2 separate regions of the Mus musculus genome follow, and region 2 is linked to region 1. The links are chromatin contacts, called in public Hi-C maps. All regions are on one chromosome and are shown on one strand. The core of a region is the stretch at or near the end of the contact, and the rest is flanking DNA. Distances in the headings are between cores, read along the strand shown. Region 1 overlaps Ric3 (RIC3 acetylcholine receptor chaperone). Region 2 holds the start of Ric3 (RIC3 acetylcholine receptor chaperone).

Region 1 (5,973 bases), core at 1,916-4,415:
CTTGCTAACCTACTTTTTTTGCCCAAATGTCCTTCCTCCTCTTGCCATGTTTTAGCTTTCCACAAGGTGTCTCTGAGATTTTTTTGGTACTTGGCAAGAACATTCTTGTTCTTCTGTGCTCCTACAGTTTAGGGTCCACACTATAATGAATAAAACAGCTACCACATGATATGTTGTTTTGCATGAGCTAACAACATAAGCATGCTGCCCTATGTGCACTGACTACCTCATTTGCAGCTTACAGCCCTGTAAGACCTGTGTTTTTACTACCCTCACACTTTATAGATGCCCAACCAGGCTTGGGATGCTTAAGGAGCCAATCCAGAATTCCACAGCCTGAATTGCAGGGAAATCTGTCTGAAGAATTCACAATCTCTAGCCTTCCTATGGTCCATAGTGCATCTGTTAGATTAGCACATTAAACTGAAATTCGTACAAATTCAGTCTTCTTAGTTGGGGCATTGGACTATGCACAGACACTCAGTACTTAGCACAGGGCCGTTGTCCAACAAATGAATGAGAAGGAAACAAGTTCTTATCTAATAACAGAATTATATCCTATGAACAAAAATTAGAACCAGTGATACGGGGCTATCTTAAATCAACTTCTCATGGTGGATGCCAGAACCATCCAGAAAACAATCTGCTCAAACAAGAGTATCTGCGTTGCTTTTTACACTTAGTTATGTCAAGACCATCTTCAGTACATGTTCAACTGCATTCTGCACAATTTCAATCAAACATTCTACACAGGGATTGGTACAGTGCAGCGTTTGTGTTTCTCTAGTCCCGTTAACATGTAAAGCTTTCTAGTAGCTGACAGTGTCTTAGTGTGGTCTCAGACCTGATGACAGCCAGGGCAGTACGCTCCTGAGTGGTCCAAACTATCTTCTGGCATCATAGGCATGCCAGGCACAATAGAACTCTAAAGACTATCCAGCTTCACAGAATTCCTTAAATTTTGAGTCTCCCATTTCATGACTCGGAATGTTGTTGGAGATGCACAGCCTTTCAGCTTTCAATTCATGTAACTGAACTGACACACCCTTGTTAGAATTCTCAGGGTTTCCTGGCTACTTGAGCTCCTCATGGAAGGACCACCATACTTAAGCAGTCCTGTAGCTTCAACAGCCTCAAACTTCAGCTCTGTGGGACACAGATTAATGCCTCCAAATCCCTCTAGCCACAGAAGACATTCAGAGTTGCCTCTAGATTTGGCAGTTCTGTTCAACAGAATAAAGACAAAGGAAGCAGGGATCGAGGGAATATACAAGCAAAATGGTCTCCAAATAGGCCCGTGAGTTCATGGCCTGCTGCTCTGGAGGAGTCAGGGCATCTTAGAAGGCTGTGAGGAGAGACTGCAGCTCAATCAGATATCTTGCTGTGCTCTGGGCCCCTAGGCTCAGAATTGAGCATGCTCTTCTCAGGGACCACTAACCAGCTGAAGGCCCAAAGAATAAGGCATTTGGGAATCTAAAATCTTCATTCTTAAAACTTAAGTCCTCAATATCAGCTAACCCAGTTCTCTTTCACGGTCATCCTATCCTAACAAATCCATTCAATAAATCATTCACAGGTAAATCATCTGTTGCTCCTATGAGGAGGGGTCAGACATTTGCCTAGGTGGTACCACCTGCAAGCACAAACAACCAAATACAATTACCGAGTGGATTAGTGTCTCTGATAGGGAAACTCATGAATAGGAAGGTGATTCTGTGCTGTGTTCACACTCTGATAGGGAAGCGCATGACTAGGAAGGTGATTCTGTCCCGTGTTCACACTACTGGCTACTTTACAAAGTGACAGGTGTGCAAGCACCGGGAAGGATTAGCTGTATCCATGGTAGTGGCCCAAGAGCTATGGTATTGAACACAGAGGATGCAGAGGGCACAAGGCCATGGATGAAACTGAGGAAAGGTGCCATGGGAACAGAGTAATGGATACTTTCCCAAGCAGGCTGCTTTCACTCAAAACCCTGGGGGTTGCGCTTCCTCAACATACCACCCACGTGTGCATTATCAGTGCTGACTCCCAGCCCTTCATTTGTAAAGTCCTGGGGCAAGTTTTCCTTGGTGGCTTCCTCTTGCTCACTGTAGCCATCTGCACTGAAACCAGCATTCTCTGCCAAGACAGCAGGATCCTCCTCTTCATGAACACAGCAGGAGCATGATTCTGGTTTGGGATCACACGGGGCAACAGAATTATCTTTCTGGGCTCCAGGGTCAGTGGGCAAATGATCCCAGCTCAAACGCTCTGATCCTTCCTCTTCTATCTCTCCCATTTGTTCAGCAATTTCTTCAGCAGAGGGCTCTTTTAGGTCAGGGTAATCCACCAGGATTGTTTCTTGCCTACGCTTGATACCATCCGAAAGGTCATATATTGGATAAGTCTCTTCTGGGTAACCTAGAGAGGAAAGTAGCACAAAGTCTTAAAAAGAGCATCTTTGAAAATAAATAGTGTCAGGATCAGAGAGCATTCTCTGGCAACAGCCATCCTATCCTAACAAATCCATTCAATAAATCTCTAAGATGGTCCTAATAGTCCTCAAGTTTCACTTGAACAAATTCTGAGCAGTCTGGCTGACTGTCTCAGTGCTCTGTGAAATACAACCCAGGGCAGAGGAAAATCCTTTGTAAGTAAGGTGCTTGGGGTAGAGGTAAGTCTCACCCCTCATGTTTCTGCAGCATTGATGAAGATTATGCAAACAGCATGAGCCTTCAGCGCTACAGATGGAGAGGGCTTAGCTTAAGGCTAGTATTTACAATTTCTATTTGGAACCAGTTCCAAATCTTCTGGTGGAGGTGGGGCTGGGAAAAGGAATGCTAAGCTCTTTGAAAAATAAACCACAGTGCTTTCTACTTATCAAAACAACCAAATAGTCTGTAACTGTCAGAAGCTGGGGCAAGTTAGCAAGACATGACCAAGACCCCACAAGGCAAGAACTGCATTTTTAGAGACAGAACTTCCAATGTTGGCATCTTCATTTTGACAAAATGGAACAAAAGGAAAAAACAACAAACAGGTAAGCAAAGTGAGTAACACTGCACCAAACCTCGGCTATGATAATAAGAAAGAGGCTGTGCTGCCAAGTAAGGAATGAAATGAACTAAATCTGTGTGTGCCAGGCCACGCCGAGCGGCAGATGGACCATGTGGGGGCTCATATGGCAGTGCTGGCAATGCAGTGCTCACTACACAGTGGAAACTGCAGAACTCAAATCCATTTGCACACTGATGATAACTGCATATTCAGCTCCAACAGACACCACTTTTGCCCATCAATTGCGAAAAACAGCAACCTTTTGGTACATGTGAGGTATCTAGAGACATTTTTACAACAGTATTATACAAATATTCAAATTTATAAAAGTATTACAACATTTATAAAAGTATTAAAACGCTGCAGTTTTTTAGGAGGGTGGTATAGCCTTTATTTTGTTATATTTTTCCTACTAGTTTTAATTACAAACAAGTTTTAGAAGAAAACACAATTCACCCAAAATCCTTCCACTGGTAATTTGTTTACCTCTGGCTTTTAAAATCATATGCATAGTATTTCCTGCTTTTTTTTTAATAAAGAAGGATTATGTTGTTTAATAAAGAAAGAATATATAATGTACTGTCGTCCTATACATATGTATCATTGGCATTTCTCTGTGTCATGCAACCAATGTGATTTGCCATTCTTATATAAGGCATCTGAGCAGCTTCCTTCTGATGTCTCCATTGCAAACTATGTGGTGGTGAGGAACTCTGTATAAACCCAGACCATCTACTCCAATTCCTCAAGAATTCCTCCATATTCTTCTAGAAATATGGAGAGTAGGCCAAGGAGAACAGTCATTTTAAAAGATTTTGTATCCTCACCAAATTACTCTGCAGGAGAGTCATATAGTAGTTCAGTTCTCCCAGTGATGTAGAAACTCCCTCTTACCAAACCCTTACCATCACTGGCATGATCATCAGAATCTTGGCTATACAGCCTTCACTCCCAGGATAGCTGTGGACAGAGTTCTAGGTAAAACAAGAGTGCAGCTACCACTACGGTTTGAGTGTCCCTATCCAAAACCCTTGTTGAAGTTCAATTCTCAAAGTTGTATGTTAATGGTATTTTGATGGCAGGTCTTTAGGAGGGGATTAAATCAGAAGGTGGGATTAAAACTGAAGGTAGTTTTCACATGATGGCATTCATGTCTTTGTAAGAGGAAAAATTGAAGGCATCAATCTTGTTCTGTCTGGCCATGTGACCTTTGCCATACAATGACACAGCAAGAAGTCTCTCACCAGATGCCAAGTGGATGCTGACACCATGTTTTTAGACTCCCAGAACATCAGCTAAATAAACCTCCATGCTTTATGAGCGACCTCATCTGGTATTCAGTTATAGCAACAGAAAAATGGACATTGATAATTACCCAAGGCCTTCATAACCTCATGGCAGGGGCTTGCTACTTAGCTCTCAACCACTGACTTCTCAAGAGAAGTCCATTTGCTTGCCTTCACTCTATATGAAGAGCAAAGCTTACCTTTGCATTTTGATGATTACCTGCTTTGGTGTCAGTGGGAAAGCAATTAGACTCTAGCTCTAGGCCCAATCTAGCTGCCCCAGGATTCAGTCATCCTGGCCTCCATGGCCCAAGGCATCAAGCCAAGATGGCACAAAGTCCCAGGGCAGCCCTATGACCATAGTTATGCCTACACCTAGCAATCTCTATACCAGCCCCACAGAAACAGGATCCAGGCCTACCCAGCAACAAATGAGCTATAGATTCCAGACCAACCCTGAAACAGGAAACCCAGCCACAGAATCTATGTCTGTCCAGAATCAAGGTACATCTAGAATCAGAAACCAAGTTGTTAAATGTAGACATAGGATCTAGACTTATCTACTGATAGTGCAGACCTGAAGCTAATTTCCACAGTCTGGTGGAATGCTCACTTCAGAAGATGTGAGTAATAGACAATACATCGCACCAAGCTTCTAGATCACCTCTGGATCCCATAGTCCCAGGACCTAAAGAAACATCCACAAGACTTTCTAACAAAGAATAGGTCCTCAGATTGCCCCAGCACCAGGCCAGACCTTTTAGACTCATGTTTCCAGGCCCATTTCAATACTTAGCCTCTGCAGACTTGGTTTTATAGCTCATTCCATCTCTAGGTCATCCCCCAGGGGATCCAAGCTTTAAACAAGCCGCATAAAGATACAAACAAAACAACAACAAAATCTAACCATAAAGAAAGACTGAAAGAGAGGAAAAGAACAAGGAATCTACAAAAGAACCAGATTTTTAAAAACTACCAAAATAATAGAGGCTAGTGAGATAGCTCCATAGGGTAAAAGCACTTACCTTACCACCAAGTCTAACAACCTGGGGGTCCATCCCCAAGACCAACTCAGTGGAAGGACAGAATCAACTTTGACAGGGTGTCTGACCTCCACATGCACACTATGGTGTACACCCACATGCATATGAACACACATACAAATACAAACATAAACAAATGTAGTAAAATATTAAATGACACTAGTAAGTCGTAACCTACCAATTGTTACATTGAATATAAATGAGTTAAATTCTCTAATCAACATAATAATGAAAAGATTTTAAAAATAAAAAGGCCCAGCTCTGTGCTAGCTTTGAGACATTTATTGCATCTCTAAGGGCATAGAGTGAAGAAGAAAGAAATAGAAGATACCCCATATAAATTGAAAACTCAAAAACAATATTTATATGTAAGTAAAACTAATGTTAAATCGAAAACTATCACTAATGACCCACCTGAATGCTGAAGTAGCTCATGTCAAATGATTTTACTTAATACTTTAAAATATCTTTAAGAAATATAAGCAAACAACAAAGAGTCATTGCTTCTGGGAAAAACACAGTAATTCAAAACATGAGAACCAAACTAAGCAAATTATACAGAAGCCACTAATAAAATAGTCAACACAGGAAATAGGATTTAACAT
Region 2 (5,973 bases), core at 1,708-4,207, 44 kb after region 1:
GGCCATCCTCTGCTACACATGTGGCTGGAGCCATGGGTCCCTCCATGGATAGTCCTTGGTTAGTGGTTTAGTCCCTGGGAGCTCTGGGGGTCTGGTTGGTTGATATTGTTATTCTTCCTATGGAGTTGCAAACCCCTTCAGCTCCTTTAGTCCTTTTTCTAACTCCTCCATTGGGGACCCCATGCTCAGTCCAATGGATGGCTGCAAGCATTGGACTCTGTATTTGTCAGGTTCTAGCAGAGCCTCTCAGGAGACAGCTATCTCAGGCTCCTGTCAGCAAACACTTCTTGGCATCCACAATAGTGTCTGAGTTTGGTGACTGTATATGGGATAGATCCCCAGGTTGGGCAGTCTCTGGATGGCCTTTCCTTCAGTCTCTGCTCCACACTTTGTCTCTGTATATCCACTGGTGGGCATTTTGTTTCCCCTTCTATTAGGACATAATGTTTCCTCCAAATTCAGGAACACCCCATGCTTGTCTCAAGCTAATGCCAGAAATGGCAGGCACATTCGCATACGCAACAGACTGCTCAGACAGTCCCGCACTCTAAAGGTTTTCTCTACAAGCTACGCCAGGAAGCTCACTAGGCTTACTCAAGGGCAATCAATATGACCCAAGATGGACACAGTCAGTCATTTCAATCTTGTCACTCCAATTGGTAAAATGTAGAGAAACCAAAACTTTCGCATACTCCTGGTAGGCCTGTAAAGTAAAAAGGTTGCTTTGTTATCTATCTGGCAGTTTCTCAAAAAGTGAAATGTAACTATATGACCAGGAAATAATGCTTAGTTCCAATCACAAACATACCACACAGAAATCTTTAAATGAATGGCAGCATTATCCCGACATGCTGAAAGGCAAAACAACCCAGATGTCCATCAACTAACAAAGAGATCAGAAAAATGAGACCTATGAACAGGAGCTAGTGTTCAGCCACTGAAAGGGATGAAGTACAAGCTAGAAGAGAAATAAACCTTGGGACTTTATGCTAGCTTAAAGTCAGTCAGAAAGTACATAGGTGATCCTACAGACACAGAAAACGATGACTGGTTGCCCTCACTAAAGATGAAGAAATGAGGAGAGTGGTGACAACTTAAAGGCTCAGACTGCCTTTGGGAGATGATGAAATGTTCTAAAACTTATTGGGCTAATGGCTATACAACTGTAGATATGCAAAAAAAAAGTGACTTGTGTACTTAAATAGACAAATTACATGTTCCATGTGTTAGATTTGGGGGAGAGGAGAAAAACTCCTCTATAAAAGCTTTGTTGAGTTGTAATAACAGACTGTTGCATATGTACATCTTCAATGTTCCCAGTGTAGACCAGAATGAATACCAGTAACTACCACTTTGGTACTCACCTGGTAGCTTATCTGTTTTCCTCTACTAAGCCAGGAGTTCTTCTAGGCAGGGATTTGACTCCTGCTCTTTGGAATTCAGTGAGTGTCTATACACTGTGTATGACATGTGATAGGATGTACCATTAACTGTTAGTCAAGCTCACCCTTAAGTGACTCTGGGGGAAGCTTTGCCTCAACTGGGGTCAGCAGGCAAAGTCTAAGGGTACATCTGAGCAGAAACTCCAGCGATGAGAGAAAAGCAAGAGATGAGCATTTCAGCAATGGAGAAAACAAACAGGGCAAGGACCTCAAGGTGGGAATACAGGCCACCAGTACCTGGGCTCTCAAGGGACAGAGTCACATCTACAATGCACTCTGTACTCTCTAGAGCACTCAGAAGGAAAGGTGTCTTCCACTCACGTTCAGTAGCACTTTTTAAAGATATTTCAGTTGGGCAAAAGGGGGTTTTAGAACTCTTCACTGATTAGGATAATCGCAGATTTACTCTTCTTCAAGATAGAAATCATGGATAGGAAAAAAATGAGCAAAACTTTTTTGAATTTTGTAATGACAAGAAGTGCAGCTTTACATACACGGCTCATCAAATACATTCTGCAGGCAGGCTAATGTGCTCAACCTGCCCTCAGCCCCTAGAGCATGGCGCTTTGCATTTATAGTATTTTTAATCTCTAATGCTCCAGAGGCTGGAAGGACAGCCAATATGCACAAATTCAAAGAGGATTACAGTTCAAAGGGAGCTGTCCAGCAACCAACGGGCTGAAATCAGAGGAGATGATTCACAAACTGTTCCCGTAGCTCAAGGACATTACAGGGATTATTCACAAGACAAAGTTACCAGCAGAACTTTGTGAACAACAGCAAATTGTTCCAGTCCGTTCTCCCAGTATTCAGGCCCATGCATTTACAGAGTCTGTAAAACCGCCAGAATGTAGTAGTCAAAGGGGCTGATTTTGAAACATTCTCATGCCAAAAACCAAGAATAACAGCTATGAGGAGAGCAGTAACTTGTTTATCTCTACCTCAGGGACAAAAATGTTTTAAAGTATTAAATGAAATCTTCATGGTTTTGTTGTTTTGAGACTGAGTCTTACTACGTAGCCCTAGCTGGCCTGGAATTCATTAAGCAGAACAAGTTGGCCTTGGACTTAGTGATCCTCCTGACTCTAGAATGATAAAATTATAGGCGTGCACCACCCCAGATCAAGTTGTACTCTAAGAGGCAACAAGAGGCTGAACAAGTGAACGCCCAAAACCATGATAAAGCTCCACTACCAACTAAGATTCCTACAGATGCATGGTAGAAAGGGGAAACCTACTAACTCTAAGTTCAGGCACAGGTGACAAGACGACACGCAAGTCACTGAGGGGAAGAGTGGGGGCCGGGGAGGCCACGACCGCCCGCGAGCTCCGAGGCTGCCCAGTCGGCGCTCACCTTCCGGGCCCGGCGGCGGCTCCGGTCGCTTCCCGCGAGACAAGAAGGCCTTGGGCAGCAGCAGCGACACGGCCAGGACGAGCCCCGAGGCCAGCGCCACTCTCTGCACCGTGGAGTACGCCATGGCTGCGTACCGCAGGACCCAGGAGTCCGAACCGGAACCGGAACCGCAGCGCGCAATCCGGCTCACACTCGACCGGCGAGCTGCACGGACGGCGGCGCGCGAGGGACAAGATGAGAGCGCCCTCCACTCTACCAAAGTGCTCCAGGGCGGTGCGGTTGTAAGCCAACAGCAAGCTTCTATCTCCTAGCTCGCTTGCGTTCAGCTGTCACCCAGGCCCGGGCATCCAAGCACCTAAACCTGGCAGTTTTGCACTTCTCTCCATTTCTGCTCACCACATAACCCTAAACCCTTTCTCCTTTGAAGGAACTCGCTTTCCTAACTTCCATTCATGCACTTCCCTTCCACACTCTGTCTACAACCAAGGGCGATTAAAAACAAAACTCAGGACTATTGAGCTCTCGTCATAGCTTAAAGCCTTCCAGAACCTGCCATGACCTTCGGAACAACATCAAACTTCTTTCTCTGACCTCAAGACCATGCATGATCTACTCTTACCAATGTTCTTTAGAAAATGGATGACATATTCGCTACCAGTTTTCTTGGTTCAAGTGGACTTTTAATAAATTCATCCTGTTTCCTCTACTTGGAAAATTCCTATTGTCATCCTCATCTGTCAAAAATTCCCCAGAAGAAACAGCTTAGAACAACTATCCTTAAGAAACGTTTTCAGCCAGTCTTCTCCTCTGTTACAAAATCTTGGCTCCGTGCCACCCGTTTCTATTCCTTTAACAAATGTTCTTTTCATTTTAATCTACTTATCAAACTTTGAAGTTAGTATTACAGAGTGTGATGGATCAAATGGGTTCCGCTGAGAAACAGGTTGGTATCTAAACAAAAATTCTGGACTCCTCAGTCAGCTCAACTGCAAAAGGGAGTCAGGAAGGCTCTGCTGAGGTAAAATTTGAGCTCTTTATCTAATAAGCAGGCAAGTGAGAGGGGGTGGGGGAGTGTTCCAGGAAAAGAAGCATAGAAAGCTAAGGGAGGGGAATTCAACGCTTCCTGCCATGTTCTATAATGTACAGTAATTTAGTTTAGCTGGACATTCAGTTGGTGACCAAACATAAAGTGGTGAGACTGTAGATCTCAAAAGTAGATTTTGAAAAGTGTAGGGAAAACTTTCAGTGAAACGTGGAGAGTGGAACACCTGAATTTGTCTTTGCTTCCCGTAGATACCTCCTGAAATGAAAATGTGCACACACCTACAAGACTAAAGAGAATGGTTGAAAACGGGATTATCAGATGAGAAGGATCAAAAGTCTGTAAGGTACATAGCAACATCATCCAATAGAAACATAATGTCAGGTTTCCTAGTACTCACATTAAAAGGGTTAAAATAAAGAAGTGAAATTAATTTAAATAAGTTTTATATGATTTGGTGTACCCAAAATATTATTTCAGATTGTGTGGTACTAGTCAGTCACATTTTAGTGAGCCAGTAGACACATGCACTATCGGCTACCAACTGGACAGTAAAGGTATATAACATAAAAAGACAATTGGTCACAAAAGGAAAGCCTCTATGAAGCAAACTAATTTGTTCTCAAGAACCTATAAATTCTAGTAATTAGAAGCGCTGGGTACCTTTGAATGTGGGATGTGTCATGCAGCTGAATAAAGGACTAGTGGAGGGTCTAGTTAAGAAGTAGATATCCAAGCTGGACATGATGGTGCACACCTTCAATCCCAGCTCTTGGGAGGCAGTGGCAGGTGGATCTCTGTGAGTTCAAGGTCAGACTGGTCTACACAGTGAGTTCTAGGACACCCAGAACTACATAGAGACCCTGACTCCAACAAAGAACAAATCAAAATAGAAGTAAATATCCTTCTAATATCTTTCCAACAGAGGTTTATCCCTGCTGGAACCCTTCAGACAGCCTTGCCATTTGTGTCCTCCATGCCACTAAAGGCTATTAAGCCACTACAATGTTCTCAGAGTGGCACATAATGCCCTAGTTACTTTTCTCTTGCTGGGATAAACCCCATAACTAAAATCAACCCAGACTAGGAAACAGTTTATTTGGCTTACATTTTCCAGTCCTAAGCAGAACCTGAAGCAGAGACCATAGAGGAACGCTGGCTTGTTCCTCCATCTTGCTCAGCTACTCTTCTTATAACTCTAGCCCATATGCCCAGGGATGGCACCACCCACAATGGATGGTCCCTCTTACATCAACCAGCAACCAGGAAAGTGCTTCCATGGACACACCCACAGGAAAAACTGATGGACGCCATTCTGTAACTGAGGTTCCTCCTTCCCAGGTGAAACTAACCAGTAAACATCACTCAACTGATGGTCCTAGAAACTATATGAAGAAAGTCCTGTTTTATGACCATTTGAGAGATGAGAAAAACAAGGCACAAAAAGCTTAAGAAAGTTGCCAATGACTACCTGGTATAAAATTTGAATCTGTGATTTGAACCCATGGATACCTATCCTAGAACTACCAGTTTTAGTTTCTGCAGATGTTGGGCCATAGAAGCTCTGAGCTCATGGATAACAGGGGGCAAGTTAGGAAGCAATTACTGAGGGAAATATGGCCACCTAGAGATACAGAAGAATCTGATTCACTCTCCCAAATTCTAGCATGTGTGACTGGTAGGTATTGATTCTATAGTACAAAAATGTTCAAAATCGAAAAAGAATGAAGATGGTAAGAAAATCATGAGTTCAAGTTTTGAGTTTGATGTTCTATGAAATACATAAAAATATCTAGAACATATACTTGGCTTAGAAGAGTTACATAGGTTGAAGTCAACTGGTAACATAATTAGTAGTAATTAAGTTAGGGAGAAGATGACATTAGCAAGAGTGTTTGTGGAAAGTACAGGAATAACAATGGAAACCTAGATGGCAATGCTATATCAAAGTTTCCATGTGTGGACAAAGATGGGCAGATGAAAATAATGACCCAGAGGTGAAAATCTTGAGTGACAGAAGATTTGAAGGTAATATGTATAGAGATATAGCAAACAACTAGACATAAGTTCTTTTAAGGATGTGTGTGTGTGTGTGTGTGAGTCTGTGTGTGTGTGTATACAGGTGTGCATGCTTG

What was found. A called contact is a pair of places that touch in the nucleus more often than the background predicts.
Region 2: a Hi-C map of cerebellum shows a contact between it and region 1, with 2.1 times the contacts expected there. The contact joins the promoter of Ric3 here to the enhancer-like site in region 1. A contact is called at or near these places in 1 of 39 promoter capture datasets (macrophages), 3 of 484 Hi-C or Micro-C datasets (cerebellar granule neurons, cerebellum and nephron progenitors), 1 of 115 datasets of contacts at active chromatin or transcription factors (embryonic stem cells) and 2 of 9 other capture datasets (adipose tissue and pancreatic islet).

What each region holds. Positions count from the first base shown.
Region 1 is chr7:109,036,481-109,042,453 of GRCm38.p6, forward strand. Ric3 (RIC3 acetylcholine receptor chaperone) reads right to left here. Exons shown (of 6, transcript NM_001038624.1): 6 at 1-2,403. The coding sequence ends at 1,964. Among named protein-coding and RNA genes, the nearest start is that of Tub, 29 kb to the left of the region's middle. Within about 2 kb of position 3,166, at least 18 of the 459 cell types and tissues checked have an H3K27ac peak or open chromatin away from gene starts, as enhancers often do. A contact at or near this core is called in cerebellar granule neurons and cerebellum, where this site is marked.
Region 2 is chr7:109,080,367-109,086,339 of GRCm38.p6, forward strand. It overlaps Ric3 (RIC3 acetylcholine receptor chaperone), which reads right to left and starts at 2,958. Exons shown (of 6, transcript NM_001038624.1): 1 at 2,797-2,958. The coding sequence starts at 2,920.